Regions from separate parts of the Mus musculus genome. Here regions 2 and 3 are each linked to region 1. A link is a contact called in public Micro-C and promoter capture Hi-C data. All regions are on one chromosome and are shown on one strand. The core of a region is the stretch at or near the end of the contact, and the rest is flanking DNA. Distances in the headings are between cores, read along the strand shown.

What was found. Promoter capture Hi-C pulls out the DNA fragments that hold promoters and counts their contacts. Hi-C and Micro-C count contacts between places; a contact is called where the count stands out from the background.
Region 2: a Micro-C map of the G1E-ER4 cell line shows a contact between it and region 1, with 6 times the contacts expected there. The contact joins the promoter of Gnas here to the promoter of Dpm1 in region 1.
Region 3: a promoter capture Hi-C map of pre-B cells shows a contact between it and region 1. The contact joins the promoter of Mybl2 here to the promoter of Dpm1 in region 1.

The regions. Positions count from the first base shown.
Region 1 is chr2:168,228,070-168,232,421 of GRCm38.p6, forward strand. Dpm1 (dolichol-phosphate (beta-D) mannosyltransferase 1) reads right to left here and starts at 2,310. Exons shown (of 9, transcript NM_010072.4): 1 at 2,124-2,310. The coding sequence starts at 2,284. It overlaps Mocs3 (molybdenum cofactor synthesis 3), which reads left to right and starts at 2,553. Exons shown (of 1, transcript NM_001160330.1): 1 at 2,553-4,234. The coding sequence starts at 2,566. The coding sequence ends at 3,948. It overlaps Gm20716 (predicted gene 20716), which reads right to left and starts at 2,310. Exons shown (of 12, transcript NR_132310.1): 1 at 2,124-2,310.
Region 2 is chr2:174,295,737-174,300,088 of GRCm38.p6, forward strand. Gnas (GNAS (guanine nucleotide binding protein, alpha stimulating) complex locus) reads left to right here and starts at 2,123. Exons shown (of 12, transcript NM_010309.4): 1 at 2,123-4,352. The coding sequence starts at 2,126.
Region 3 is chr2:163,052,446-163,056,797 of GRCm38.p6, forward strand. Mybl2 (myeloblastosis oncogene-like 2) reads left to right here and starts at 2,190. Exons shown (of 14, transcript NM_008652.2): 1 at 2,190-2,403. The coding sequence starts at 2,384.

The sequences.
Region 1 (4,352 bases), core at 1,060-3,559:
GCAAGAAAGTGCATTTGGAAACCCAGGAACCAAAAGAATAGGTATGACTAGGCATTCCTGTAATTCCTTCAGTCCTGGAGGTGGGGGTGGAGGTGGGGGTTTGAAACCCCTAAAATAACAGAAACTCAAGAATCCACCAGCCTAAGGGGACACTCTAGGCCGAGAGAGAACAGTTTTAAACAATCCAAAGTGGAGAGTGAATGAGCAAAGCACCAGATGTTCTCAGCCAGCTTTTGTTCCTGCATGCACCTTGTCCCCAAAACACAAGAGTAGCAGGGACAGTGACCAGCTTCCTTCTGACCCGCTAACTATGGGATAGGTACTTAATTTGGCCAAACACAAATTATGTTGATTTTGAAAAAGGTAATTCCATTTTGATTGGAGAACATCCACTGCAGGATGTAGCTCACTGGAGAGTTCCACCCTCCAGTATCCCCAAAATCACTCAATAAAAAGATAGCCCAGAACTTTAGAGGCTGAGGATGGAGGCTGGGGTGTTCCAGACCAGCCTGGTTACAAAGCGTGAGAGGGAGCAAGGAAGTAGAGTGCCAAGGTTAGGGACGGGGGTGTTGGACTCATAAATTAAACAGAGCAGAGACACTAGCATATAAAACTAGAGCTCATTAAAACATCTGGAAAAATCTGGCAGAGCCAATTTAAAGATAAAACCTGGGCTGGAGAGATGGCTCAGAGCACTAACTGCTCTTCTAGAGGTCCTGCGTTCAATTCCCAGCAACCACATGGTGGCTCACAGCCATTTGTAATGGGATCTGGTGTCCTCTTCTGGTGTGTCTGAAGAGAACTACAGTGTGCTCACACAAAATAAATAAATCTTAAAAAAATAAAAATAAAACATAAAGAAAAAGGATGCTCGCACCACACATCACAGGGCCACCATATAGAAACTGATTTTTATTCAGATGCAACCAAAACAGCAATCCTAAACCGGGTGGTGGTGGTGGTGGTGCACGCCTTTAATCTCAGCACCTGGAAGGCAGAGACCAGCATCTGAATTCCAGGCCAGTCAGGGCTACATAGTTTTGACCTTGCCTCAACCAATCAAACCATGCAGACTAAGGCTTTTACAAATCAGTACGGTAAGGTTGTGCTTTCTAGAAAGAGGAACTATGTACCAAGTATTTTGTTTTTCTGAGACAGAGGCTGCTAATATAGCCCTAGCTGCCCTCGGACTTGGTACAACTCGTTTGCAAACGTATCCCTTGTAGTGCATAGCTTGGGATCAAGTATTTTTTTCTTGCTATTAGAAAATATGGGCACAGCGTCCTCATTGTCGTTTGAGAAGCAAAAGCCAACCAACAAACAAAAAGCTCTGGAAACAATCTGTGTTCTTCTGACGCACTGTCTAAAACAGCGCACTGCTACGCCATCCTACTCCTGCAAAATCCCGTTCTGTAGGTTGACAGTAAAAGATCGCCCATGATCATCACAGCATGACACTCATCTGGCCGTAAAGTACTGACTCCGTCCTGCCACTGCCATCAGGAGGCATTTTATTTACTGTTTAGTTCGGAGACCTTTTTTTTTTTTTCTTAAATGCGTAACACTTTCACTATCAAAATTCTTGTTCCTAAGAGCTAGGGCTCTGCCTAACAAAGCGAAAGGCCCCGTGTTTTTCAAAACAACACACAAATAAGCCCGGGTTCCTAATCAAACTCGGCGAAGATGCTCGCTCCCTGCCAGCTCATCAGCAGTTCTCTGACAGCGCAAACAACAAGCTTACGTAAGCGCTCGGCCCCAAGGCGATGGGGAGAACGCTGGCTCGGGACTCCCGGCTCCGGCGGCGGATCCTGACCGCCCAGAGGTATGAGGTCATACCTCCTCGCCCCGAAGTCAAAAAGAAGTTAAGTTAGCCCTTTAGAGAGAACAGGCCGGGGACGCAGGCCAGCGCGATCTGTCAACAGATAGACACCGGACTCGCTAGAGACCTGAGCAGGAAGGAGAAAGACGCGGGGCTGTGCTCCTCGGTTCTCCCCGCTGGGGAAAGCCGCGAGCAGGCTCGGGAGGGAGCGGAGACCGGGCCTCCGGGGGTCTCCTCGCGCAGCCAACCGCCGACCTGCAGCCCGCGGCCGGCTCCCGGCCCCCGCGCGAGAAGCCCCTTCTACCTCTCGGAGAAGCTCTTCACCAGCAGCCACACGATGAGCGGCAGGTTCTCCCGTTCGTTGTAGGTGGGCAACAGCACCGAGTACTTGTCCTGTCGCGAGGAGCGGCCCTGCGGCGGCCGCGGAGACGCAGCAAGACTGCGACTCGCCCCCGTGGAAGCCATGACGGCTCTGCGAGAGGCGCCGGAAGCGGACTTACGTCATCCGACACGGGCCGTACCAAATCTCGGAGCATGGGGGAGGCTCGGCGCTCCGACGTCCCAGTGTGGTCCCCGGGAAACTTCCAGATATGGTGACCGTTTCAAGCCAATCGTGACGGCTTCCCCGGATAAAAACCCATTCGTTTCACTTTCAAGGGCCAGGAAGCGTCTTCGTTTTCCAGTCGCTAAGAGACAGGCAACCGGAAACGGAAGTCCCTTCCCGGCTCTTTCCGGAAGAGGCTGTCATGGCTGCCCCGGAGGACGTAGCTGCCTTACAGGCTGAAATCACCCGGCGGGAGGAAGAGCTAGCTTCGCTCAAGCGGAGGCTGGCCGCGGCCCTGACAGCCGAGCCGGAGCCCGAGCGTCCGCTCCGGGTCCCGCCGCCGCCGCTGGCGCCCCGGGCCGCGCTGTCGCGGGACGAGATCCTCCGCTACAGCCGCCAGCTACTGCTGCCGGAGCTGGGCGTGCGCGGGCAGCTGCGCCTGGCGGCGGCGGCGGTGCTCGTGGTGGGCTGCGGCGGGCTGGGCTGCCCGCTGGCGCAGTACCTGGCGGCGGCCGGCGTAGGCAGGCTGGGGCTGGTGGACCACGACGTGGTGGAGACGAGCAACCTGGCCCGCCAGGTCCTGCACGGGGAGGCGCAGGCCGGCGAGAGCAAGGCTCGCTCGGCGGCCGCGGCGCTGCGCCGTCTCAACTCGGCGGTGGAGTGCGTGGCGTACCCGCGCGCGCTCGCCGAGGACTGGGCGCTCGACCTGGTCCGCGGCTACGACGTGGTGGCAGACTGCTGCGACAACGTGCCCACGCGCTACCTGGTGAACGACGCGTGCGTGCTGGCCGGCCGGCCGCTAGTGTCGGCCAGCGCGCTGCGCTTCGAGGGCCAGATGACCGTCTACCACCACGACGGCGGGCCGTGCTACCGCTGCGTGTTCCCGCGGCCGCCCCCGCCGGAGACAGTGACCAACTGTGCAGACGGCGGCGTGCTCGGAGCGGTGCCCGGCGTGCTAGGCTGCGCGCAGGCCCTCGAGGTGCTCAAGATCGCCGCCGGCCTCGGCTCCTCCTACAGCGGCAGCATGCTGCTCTTCGACGGCCTCGGGGGCCACTTCCGCCGGATCCGGCTGCGGCGCCGCCGGCCTGACTGCGTCGTGTGCGGGCAGCAGCCCACCGTGACCCGCCTGCAGGACTACGAGGCCTTCTGCGGCTCCTCGGCCACCGACAAGTGCCGCGCCCTGAAGCTGCTGTGCCCCGAGGAGCGGATTTCTGTGACCGACTACAAGCGGCTTCTGGATTCCGGGGCGCCCCATGTGTTGCTGGACGTCCGGCCTCAAGTAGAGGTGGACATCTGTCGCCTGCCGCACTCTCTCCACATCCCTTTGAGTCAGTTGGAACGCAGGGATGCGGACAGCCTGAAACTCTTAGGGGCTGCCCTCCGGAAAGGGAAGCAGGAGTCGCAGGAAGGGGTTGCTCTCCCGGTGTATGTGATTTGCAAACTGGGAAACGACTCCCAGAAAGCTGTGAAGGTCCTGCAGTCCTTAACGGCAGTGCCGGAGTTAGACTCTTTAACTGTTCAGGACATCGTGGGGGGACTCATGGCCTGGGCCGCCAAAATTGATGGGACATTTCCACAGTACTGAGAGGACAGCATGTGATTCGTGTGGATGACGGTTGTGATACCTGAAGAATCTATTCGAGCTTTACAAAATAATGTAGGGAAGAGCCTGGATTCACGGTCTCCGAATAAATAAACGGAGACCTCCCCCCCCCCCCCCCCCAAGGAGCTTTTTGAGAAAAGAGGATAGCATTGCCTCTGAGAGCTACTTTTGGGCACTTGTGCAGCACCTTCAACATGTGACTTGGTACGACAGGATTTTTTGTTTCCCACCCGGTCAGATTAAACTGAGATTAAACAGTTAAGATGCAGCTTTTACAACTGAATTAATCACTTACATTCATCCTATTTTTAAATTAAGGTCTTCTTTGTGAGGTTGCAGAGATGGCTTAACTCGGGCTACCCCCCACCCCTACCCCATGGGGGCGG
Region 2 (4,352 bases), core at 873-3,372, 6.1 Mb after region 1:
GAGGTGACACGCCTTCGGCAGGTCGCAGGCATTCTCTGGGGGTTCACTTTGTCTGCTTTCTTCTACTCAGGGTGACCACGTGGACGCTGTAGGCAAGGGGCTGTAGTGTGCCGAGCCTGTAGTGAGAAGAGGGACATGTTAGACTTCAGAGAATTAAATCTGCCGCGGCACACAGCATGCATCTTGCAATATACCCATCTGCATGGTGCATAATTGCCGCAGCCTGCTTTATGTACCACTTCATACTCTCTTTTCTCAGGGTCCTGCAGGCCAGACCTGCCCACTGCCTAGCTGTATTGCAACAAAAGACAATGCCTCGCGCCATCGCCATTACCTACTGGCAAAATGTCCGCGGTGTGCGCGTGCCGCGGGCGCGCGGCAAAACAAAAAAAAACAGAACCCCAAAGGCAAACAATTAACAAAAAAACCCTGCCCAGGAATAATCTGCAGATCCCAGACCTAAAGCATTTTATGATTATTCGCTGAGCCCACCGGGCAATGTGACTGTATAAACTCCTGCAGCTCTGAGCCCACCCCGGCACCGCAAGGGGCGCGCAGCCGCAGGCTTTGTGACCGCGCTTAATTTCGCCTGGGTGGACTGTTGCAGTTCAACGTATAGCAAATGCTCTATGGTGCTCACAACAGAAGGAGGAGGGGATAAAAGGGGGCTGGAGAAGGGCTTGAGAGAGGAAATGAACACGGAATCCGCAGCTGGCGCTGGTGGCTGGAAGATGCGAGTCTCGGCAGCTGTTGCCACCATGGCACGGTTGGTCGGTGGGTTAAGTGCATTTCAGGTTTTCTAGTCTGCGAGACCACCCTAAATGGGCCATCAACTACACCCCAAATCTCCTTTTGCCTTTACCCAGAAGACAGAAGTACAAGACCTGAGCTAGGTGGGGGGTCTTCCGGTAAGCCTTAAGCCCCCTCCCCTATTTGCACGAAAGCGGCAAACATGAATAACTCCTAAGGGGGCTTTGCTTGATTTTCTGCAGTGCACTGCTGAGACCTTTATTTCTACTGCATCACCGTCCATATAAACAGAGCAAGCCCTGACTACAACACACTATACCACTGTTGAGAGCTCCGAGGTGTAATGGGGATGGGGGACATTGAAGGGATTTGCTGGAGCCATCCCCAACAAACAGCAAACATAAACATTAAAAAAAGAAAAAAAAAGGAAAAAAAAGAAATAAAGAAAAGTACCCTAGAGCATTTACGAAACAAATTGCGTGTTTACATTCGGCACTTCCTCACCCTGTCTCTACCCTTCCGGTGGGCTCACGACCACCTGTCGCATTTGTGTGTGTGTGTGCCTCTACCCCTTTCCTTGTATCCTAAAGCCTCCATTTCCTGACTTGGAGATGAGTATGGGTAATTGCCTGAGTGTGGGGTCCTTAGATAAGGAATTTACCGCATACTGGGGTAATCTGGGGTGATAAAGCCCTCCTGCAGTCCCTCCTCCCCTCGAGAAGAATCAGATGGGGAGGGAGGCTTTCAGCGTCTGTACTCTAACAGACCAATGCCCACGTCTTGCGTCACGTGTCCCAGCAACGCAAGAGAGCTCGCTCGCTCTCTGGCCAGGGAAAAAGCGAGCTAGAGAGACTCGGAATCAGTCCGGGAGAGGAGAGGACGGAGCCGAACGTCCCTACAAGGCCTCCGCTCATCAGCCCCCTTACCCAAAGTCGGGAGCAGCCGGCACCGGGAGCCAGCTCCCGGAGCCGGCTCAGCACTGAGACCTGCGTCCTCTGGCGGCAGAGAAAGAGTTCTATTTACGATTTTCGAGACGAATCGGCACGCTCTTAAATGCCAAGAAGGCGGAGCTAAAGTACAGCAAAGTACGAAGAGAGAACAGAAAAGTTCCTAAAGTTGTTGGCCGACCACAGCCCGAAGGGGTAAGTGTAACTAGGAAGGTGACAGACTTCACCAGCAAGAGATGACTCACTTCAGCCATGGTCCTGGGTTCTAGCCCCTGATTATCTATCCTTACAAAGTTTGGAAACTGAGGCTGGAGAACTTTCCAACAAAAATTTGAATTTTTTAAAAAAAAATTTTTTTTCACCCTAGTTTGGCTGGGTGCTCCGTCTTACGGGGCCCCAAATTTATTTTGAAAAGTCGCCACCGTGTTATGGGCATGTTCAACTGCCTCCACGGCAATAATATGTCAGGACAACACGATATCCCCCCTGAAGTCGGGGAGCAGCCCGAGCAAGAACCTTTGGAAGCCCCAGGGGCAGCTGCCCCCGGTGCTGGGGCTGGCCCAGCCGAAGAAATGGCGACCGAACCGGACTCCGAACCGTCTAACAATGAGCCCGTCCCCGACGAGACTGGCAGTGAGATCAGTGGACCCCCAGAAGACTCCAAATCTGACATCCAAAGCCCCTGCCAGGCCTTCGAGGAAGTCCGAGTGGGTGGAGACTACAGCCCACCTCCGGAGGAAGCCATGCCATTCGAGACACAACAGCCCAGCCTGGGAGATTTCTGGCCCACCCTGGAGCAGCCAGGACCATCTGGGACCCCATCAGGCCTCCAAGCCTTCAACCCAGCGATTTTGGAGCCCGGGACCCCCACTGGCGCGAGCCCAGGCCTGGGAGCCTATACCCCCCCACCAGAAGAAGCTATGCCATTTGAGTTCAACGAGCCTGCCCAGGGAGACCATAGCCAGCCTCCCTTGCAAGTCCCAGACCTTGCGCCAGGAGGTCCGGAAGCATTGGTCCCCAGAGCTCTTCCCGCGGAGCCCGGGAACATCAGATTTGAAAACGCTGGCTTCCGAGAAGACTACAGCCCTCCCCCTGAAGAATCTGTGCCATTTCAGGTCGGTGGAGAAGAATTCGGGGGCGATAGCCCACCCCCAGGACTCCCGCGAGTCATCCCACAAATCGGCATTGGCGGCGAGTTCCCGACAGTCGCGGTCCCGAGTGCGCTCTGCCTCGCTCCCGCCGAGAACGCGCCTCCCCTCTGGGTCCGAGGCGCCATTGACAGACCATTCCGCGAGGCTGTCAGATCTCCTCCTAACTTCGCATGCGACAGCCCCCCGATGGAGATCACCAGACCCCTGCTTGAGATTGGCAGAGCCTCCATTGGGGTCGACGACGACACCGCTGTCAATATGGACAGCCCCCCAATCGCAAGTGATGGCCCGCCCATCGAAGTCTCGGGAGCCCCAGATAAGAGCGAGTGCGCAGAGAGACCCCCAGTTGAGCGAGAAGCAGCCGAGATGGAAGGAAGCCCTACCACCGCCACTGCGGTGGAAGGAAAAGTCCCCTCTCCGGAGAGAGGGGACGGATCTTCCACCCAGCCTGAAGCAATGGATGCCAAGCCAGCCCCTGCTGCCCAAGCCGTCTCTACCGGATCTGATGCTGGAGCTCCTACGGATTCCGCGATGCTCACAGATAGCCAGAGCGATGCCGGAGAAGACGGGACAGCCCCAGGAACGCCTTCAGATCTCCAGTCGGATCCTGAAGAACTCGAAGAAGCCCCAGCTGTCCGCGCCGATCCTGACGGAGGGGCAGCCCCAGTCGCCCCAGCCACTCCTGCCGAGTCCGAGTCTGAAGGCAGCAGAGATCCAGCCGCCGAGCCAGCCTCCGAGGCAGTCCCTGCCACCACGGCCGAGTCTGCCTCCGGGGCAGCCCCTGTCACCCAGGTGGAGCCCGCAGCCGCGGCAGTCTCTGCCACCCTGGCGGAGCCTGCCGCCCGGGCAGCCCCTATCACCCCCAAGGAGCCCACTACCCGGGCAGTCCCCTCTGCTAGAGCCCATCCGGCCGCTGGAGCAGTCCCTGGCGCCCCAGCAATGTCAGCCTCTGCTAGGGCAGCTGCCGCTAGGGCAGCCTATGCAGGTCCACTGGTCTGGGGAGCCAGGTCACTCTCAGCTACTCCCGCCGCTCGGGCATCCCTTCCTGCCCGCGCAGCAGCTGCCGCCCGGGCAGCCTCTGCTGCCCGCGCAGTCGCTGCTGGCCGGTCAGCCTCTGCCGCCCCCAGCAGGGCCCATCTTAGACCCCCCAGCCCCGAGATCCAGGTTGCTGACCCGCCTACTCCGCGGCCTCCTCCGCGGCCGACTGCCTGGCCTGACAAGTACGAGCGGGGCCGAAGCTGCTGCAGGTACGAGGCATCGTCTGGCATCTGCGAGATCGAGTCCTCCAGTGATGAGTCGGAAGAAGGGGCCACCGGCTGCTTCCAGTGGCTTCTGCGGCGAAACCGCCGCCCTGGCCTGCCCCGGAGCCACACGGTCGGGAGCAACCCAGTCCGCAACTTCTTCACCCGAGCCTTCGGAAGCTGCTTCGGTCTATCCGAGTGTACCCGATCACGATCCCTCAGCCCCGGGAAGGCCAAGGATCCTATGGAGGAGAGGCGCAAAC
Region 3 (4,352 bases), core at 940-3,439, 5.2 Mb before region 1:
TGGTCCCATGTGGACTCCGCATCTGCTCTCTGCATTTTGCCTCAGGCACTTACCTTGTGCAAATTTCTAGGCCCTGCTTTTGCTCACAAGGAGATTGGTAATCTGAGGGAGTGTGTGTGCAGCCTGCGGAGCAGCTTCTTGGACTTCAGAGGGCAAGTGTGAAGACAGGTAAAGGCAGAATATAATCATAGGACCAGCAGAAAGGCTACAGGGGTTGAGTAAGGCATGTAGGGTGGCCTAGGTCTACCCTCAGCAACAAAAGCCACCTAACAGTGATATAATACTTATATGTGCCTTATACATATTCATGTACTTGTATTGCTTAGAGTTAAAGGTTTGTACACAGTACCCCAAAATAAAGTGTAGGAGAAAATAATCTCCCACTTCTCCAACATGCTTTGACCTGGTTATTCTGCAGGGACTATAGACAAGGAAATAACTTTGCAAGGCAGTCCTTTTGTAAAAGAAATTTACATTTGTAAAGGAAATCTGCGTTAGCCTGCATTCTGTACTAGGAACCGGCTGATGCCTATATCTTTCTTTTAACTGGGAGACTTTTATCTGCATGACAAGACCACCTGTTTGCCACATAATTCCTTTCCTTATCCCTAGTTAGCTTGTGTCACCACCATTCCTACAGAAGTCCTTGGACCTCATTCCTTTTTGTACCCCAGGAAGCTTCAAACGTCTGAGCCTTTGTATGATGTCATTATTTTACAGGACTCCAATGGATATGCAAGTAATTAAACCTGAGTTTCCTCCCGTTAATCTATTTCCTATCCATTTAATTTGCAAACAAGCCAAAGATGCTAGGAGGAAAGCCATTTGCCCTTTCCTTACCCCTTTCCTTACTATAAACTCTAGAACTACAGTTTGGGGAAGTCAGTGCCTCAGTTTCTCCATCTGCTATCGGGTAATACAAGCATATAACTCATTGGGTTGTTATGAAGATCAAAGGTTTCTATGAACTGTTTTTGTAGGTGAGGAAGCAGGCATGGAGAAGTTTGATAATTTGAGATAATGGAACTAGGGAAAGGTAGGCTGGGAATCACCCCCGAGGAGATCTCACTGTAAAGCACACTAGCCGTGAAGAGCAGCGATCCACATGAACTCCTTTGAAGGGAGAGGGGTGGGGGGAAGCCTTGAATTAAGCCAGGTGAAAACTTGTAGCTTTCAAGTCTTCATCCTTCTGTAGTAAATGAAGTTTTCGGAGTTGTACTGTCTAAAAGGGGCCAGCAGTTTTTGGAAAGAGATCTGAGGCCTGAGCCTAAAGGGCATTTGGCTGGGGTTCTTCCAGGCTCCTATCCTTTCAGGGAGTCCCAGTAAGATGACACTCAGTTTTTAGGTAGTAAATGACAACCTGAAAGAGACAACCCTTGCCATCAGAAATTGAACGTAAGCCAACAAGCCTTCCCCCTGGGCTTAATACATTTCCTAGGAAAGGCTGCTGGGATCCCAGAATGCTCACAGTTCAGCAGAGGAAATGCGCACAAATGCAAGCAGATGGGCAGGAGACCCCAGTCGGGGAAGATGTGGGGAGTTCCTGGTCCAAATACGGCCCAAGCAAAAGCTGCAAGACTTAATTTCGCCTCTCTGTGTCTTGGCGTGGTGATCTGGAAGGCCGTTACTAAATGGAGTTACAAAGATTTAACCCGGACAGAAGAGAGGTTTAAGTTTGGTGAGAGAAATGTTGGGATTTTGAGCTGGGTCTCTCTGAGGCAGCTGAAGAAGCAAGAGGCTTGCAAAGGAAAAGATACAAACCCAGTCAAAGGGAGCATGGGGGCTCTAGGGATAGTGGCTTGGACCGTCCCAAGCAGTGACAATTTGGGCGGGAAGTTTCTCCTATTCAGTTCTTCCAGTCTTTGCTATGTGTGTGGCTCGGGGTCTATCTAAGATTCACACAGAGCCAGGCCTCGCGCCTCATTGAATCCCTAAGGTAGGTGTATCTGGACACAGTAGATTGCCAACTAACAGAGCATCTGCCCGCTTGCACATTCGGTTTCTGCCCTCCGGTAAACCACTCCCCTCTTCCCCATGCTTGGGCTCCGCCCCTACAGTAGGCCCCTCCTAGGGTTCTGGCGCGCGGGCTCCGCCCCTCGTGTCTTGTACGCTTCGCCCCTTCCGTATGCTCCGCCCCTGCGCTCGCGCGCCAGGGCCGGGCGGCGCCGACGCACTTGGCGGGAGATAGGAAAGTGGTTCTGTGCGCTCCCTAGGCAGCTGCAGTTCCTGGGAACGTGCGACCAGACCTGCAGACACGCTGACGCCTGAGAGCACCGCCTGGGGCCCGGAGCGGCTCGAGCAGCCTGAGTCCTGACCCCGGCCCGGCTCCCGCTCCGGGCTCGGCCGGCGGGCGTAAGGGTGCGGCGGGGTCCGGGCCGGGGGGATGTCTCGGCGGACGCGCTGGTGAGAGGCTGCGGGCGCGCTGGGGTCCTCTCCCTTCTCCTTGGGTCGGCAAGCGTGAGATGGGGATCCCCGGGAGAAATGCACCCTGCGCCGCCCGATGCAGGGGCGCGCGCCACGTTAAGAGGCTATCGGGACCCCCTCGCTCGGTTCCTGGGCCTCCTGGGCCCGGGAGTCTGAAAGCGCGGGTTCCCCCTCTAGACCGGGTCCCAGCCCTGGGTGAGGTCCATCATCTCCCGCCTAATTGCAGGGTGGGGAAGGAAGGCTGTCGCTCGCGGTGTCAGCTGGAGGCCCATTACTGGGTAGGGAGAATGTCTCCCCTTGTCGCAGCGAGTGGAAGGCAGAAGCCTGGGAGACACTTGTCGATCAAGAGTGGCTCGAATTTGCTGGCGTTCCTTTCTTGTTAGCATTCCGGGAAGCACAAAGCCCCTGGGCCCTCCGCGGGATGCGAGACGGGGAATTCGTTGTCTCATGGGGTTTCGGCGGCCGGTTCGGTTTGGTTTCAGAAGCCTTCTTCCTGTCCCACGCTAGTTTTGGGCAGTTGGGGATGAGTAAAGACTATTGGTGTGCAACGAGACTGCTCTGCTAGCAGCCTCTGAGCCAAAGGCAGGAACTGGGTTTCCCTCTTAGTTCCCTAGAGGTTAGGTGGCTGGGTCAAGTCTGGACTTTTGGGACACCTGTGTATCTGGGGCCTAATCGCGGGGCTTTCCAGCCTTTCTAAGGCGTGGGATAATTGGGTTCTGCTGTGTTCCTTCTGGGTCTTTCCAATTCAGAACGCCTTTCCACCGTCTTCAGATGGCCGAACCTGGCCTAGGATGAAGATAAGGCACAGAGATGCCTGCTTGCTTACTTGCAGAGTTCTTCGTGGCTGGGTTGGGTATTGGTTTGGTCTGTGGGTGCTGATCAGGGTGGCTTCCCATGCCCCGGTGTCTAGGACAGTTCAGTGCCCAGGAAGGGCATCTGGAAGTACTAATCCCAGAGCCCCGGGCTTATCTGAGGGTCTCTTTTGTGAAGTGTGGACTCTGTGCCCCTGCATCCTCACGAGCCTTTCTCTGCCACATGGTGTGACTCCCTGTACCCCAGTGGCCCACTTCCCTCTTGGCCTCTGACTCACCTTTCCCTGGAGCATAGCCCAGAACGTACAAGGGCAAGAGAAAGGGTATGTGTATATACAAAAGTGTGACTTTTCTTTAAACAGCACACTGGCCTCTGCTTTTCATGCTACGGTTCCTAGGGAGGTTAGGGTGTAAAAATGTGGAGCTTGGTGTGACATAATCGTTGTCGGCCTCACTTTTCCCGTCTGTTAAATGGAGCCCTTGAGAATGCGCAAGAAGGTGTGTGACTGATGGATACTCCCATCTGTTTAATAGTGTGACCATGCCGGGTAGCAGCAACACATGTCTTTAATCACAGCACTCAGGCAGGTGAATCTCTTCAGTATACAGGACAGCATGGTTTGCAGAGTGAGTTCCAGGGCAGCCAAGGCAACATAGAGATACCTATCTCAAAGGACCCCCGCCCTCCAAATACTGTCACTATTACACAGCACTGAGGCTTCAGGCTCTCTTACACAGAGCCTTTTCCCTAGGACACCGGCTGAGCTTCTAATAGAATCTGGGCCTCGTGCTGGGTTTTGGAGAAGCAAACTCAACTGATAATGTTTAGTAGATTTTGCCTCCTGCTTTACAATGGTAGGTGGGGCGTGCATTGGGTCAGCACTGACAATACAAATCTGCTTTCTGGATTCTGTGACGCGTATTGCTAGGCTTAGGAACTTCTTTTCGTTTTCGTCGGGATTTTTTTTTAGAATTGTTTCGTAGGCAGCATCTTTGCAAGTATCCATTCATTCACAAATCCACTCCTTCCCTGGGCAAATATTTCTTTAGGCCTTTTCTGTGCCAAATTCCAGGATGTGAAGTTGGAGCTGACCTTTGTGGGTGAAGTCAAGAGCA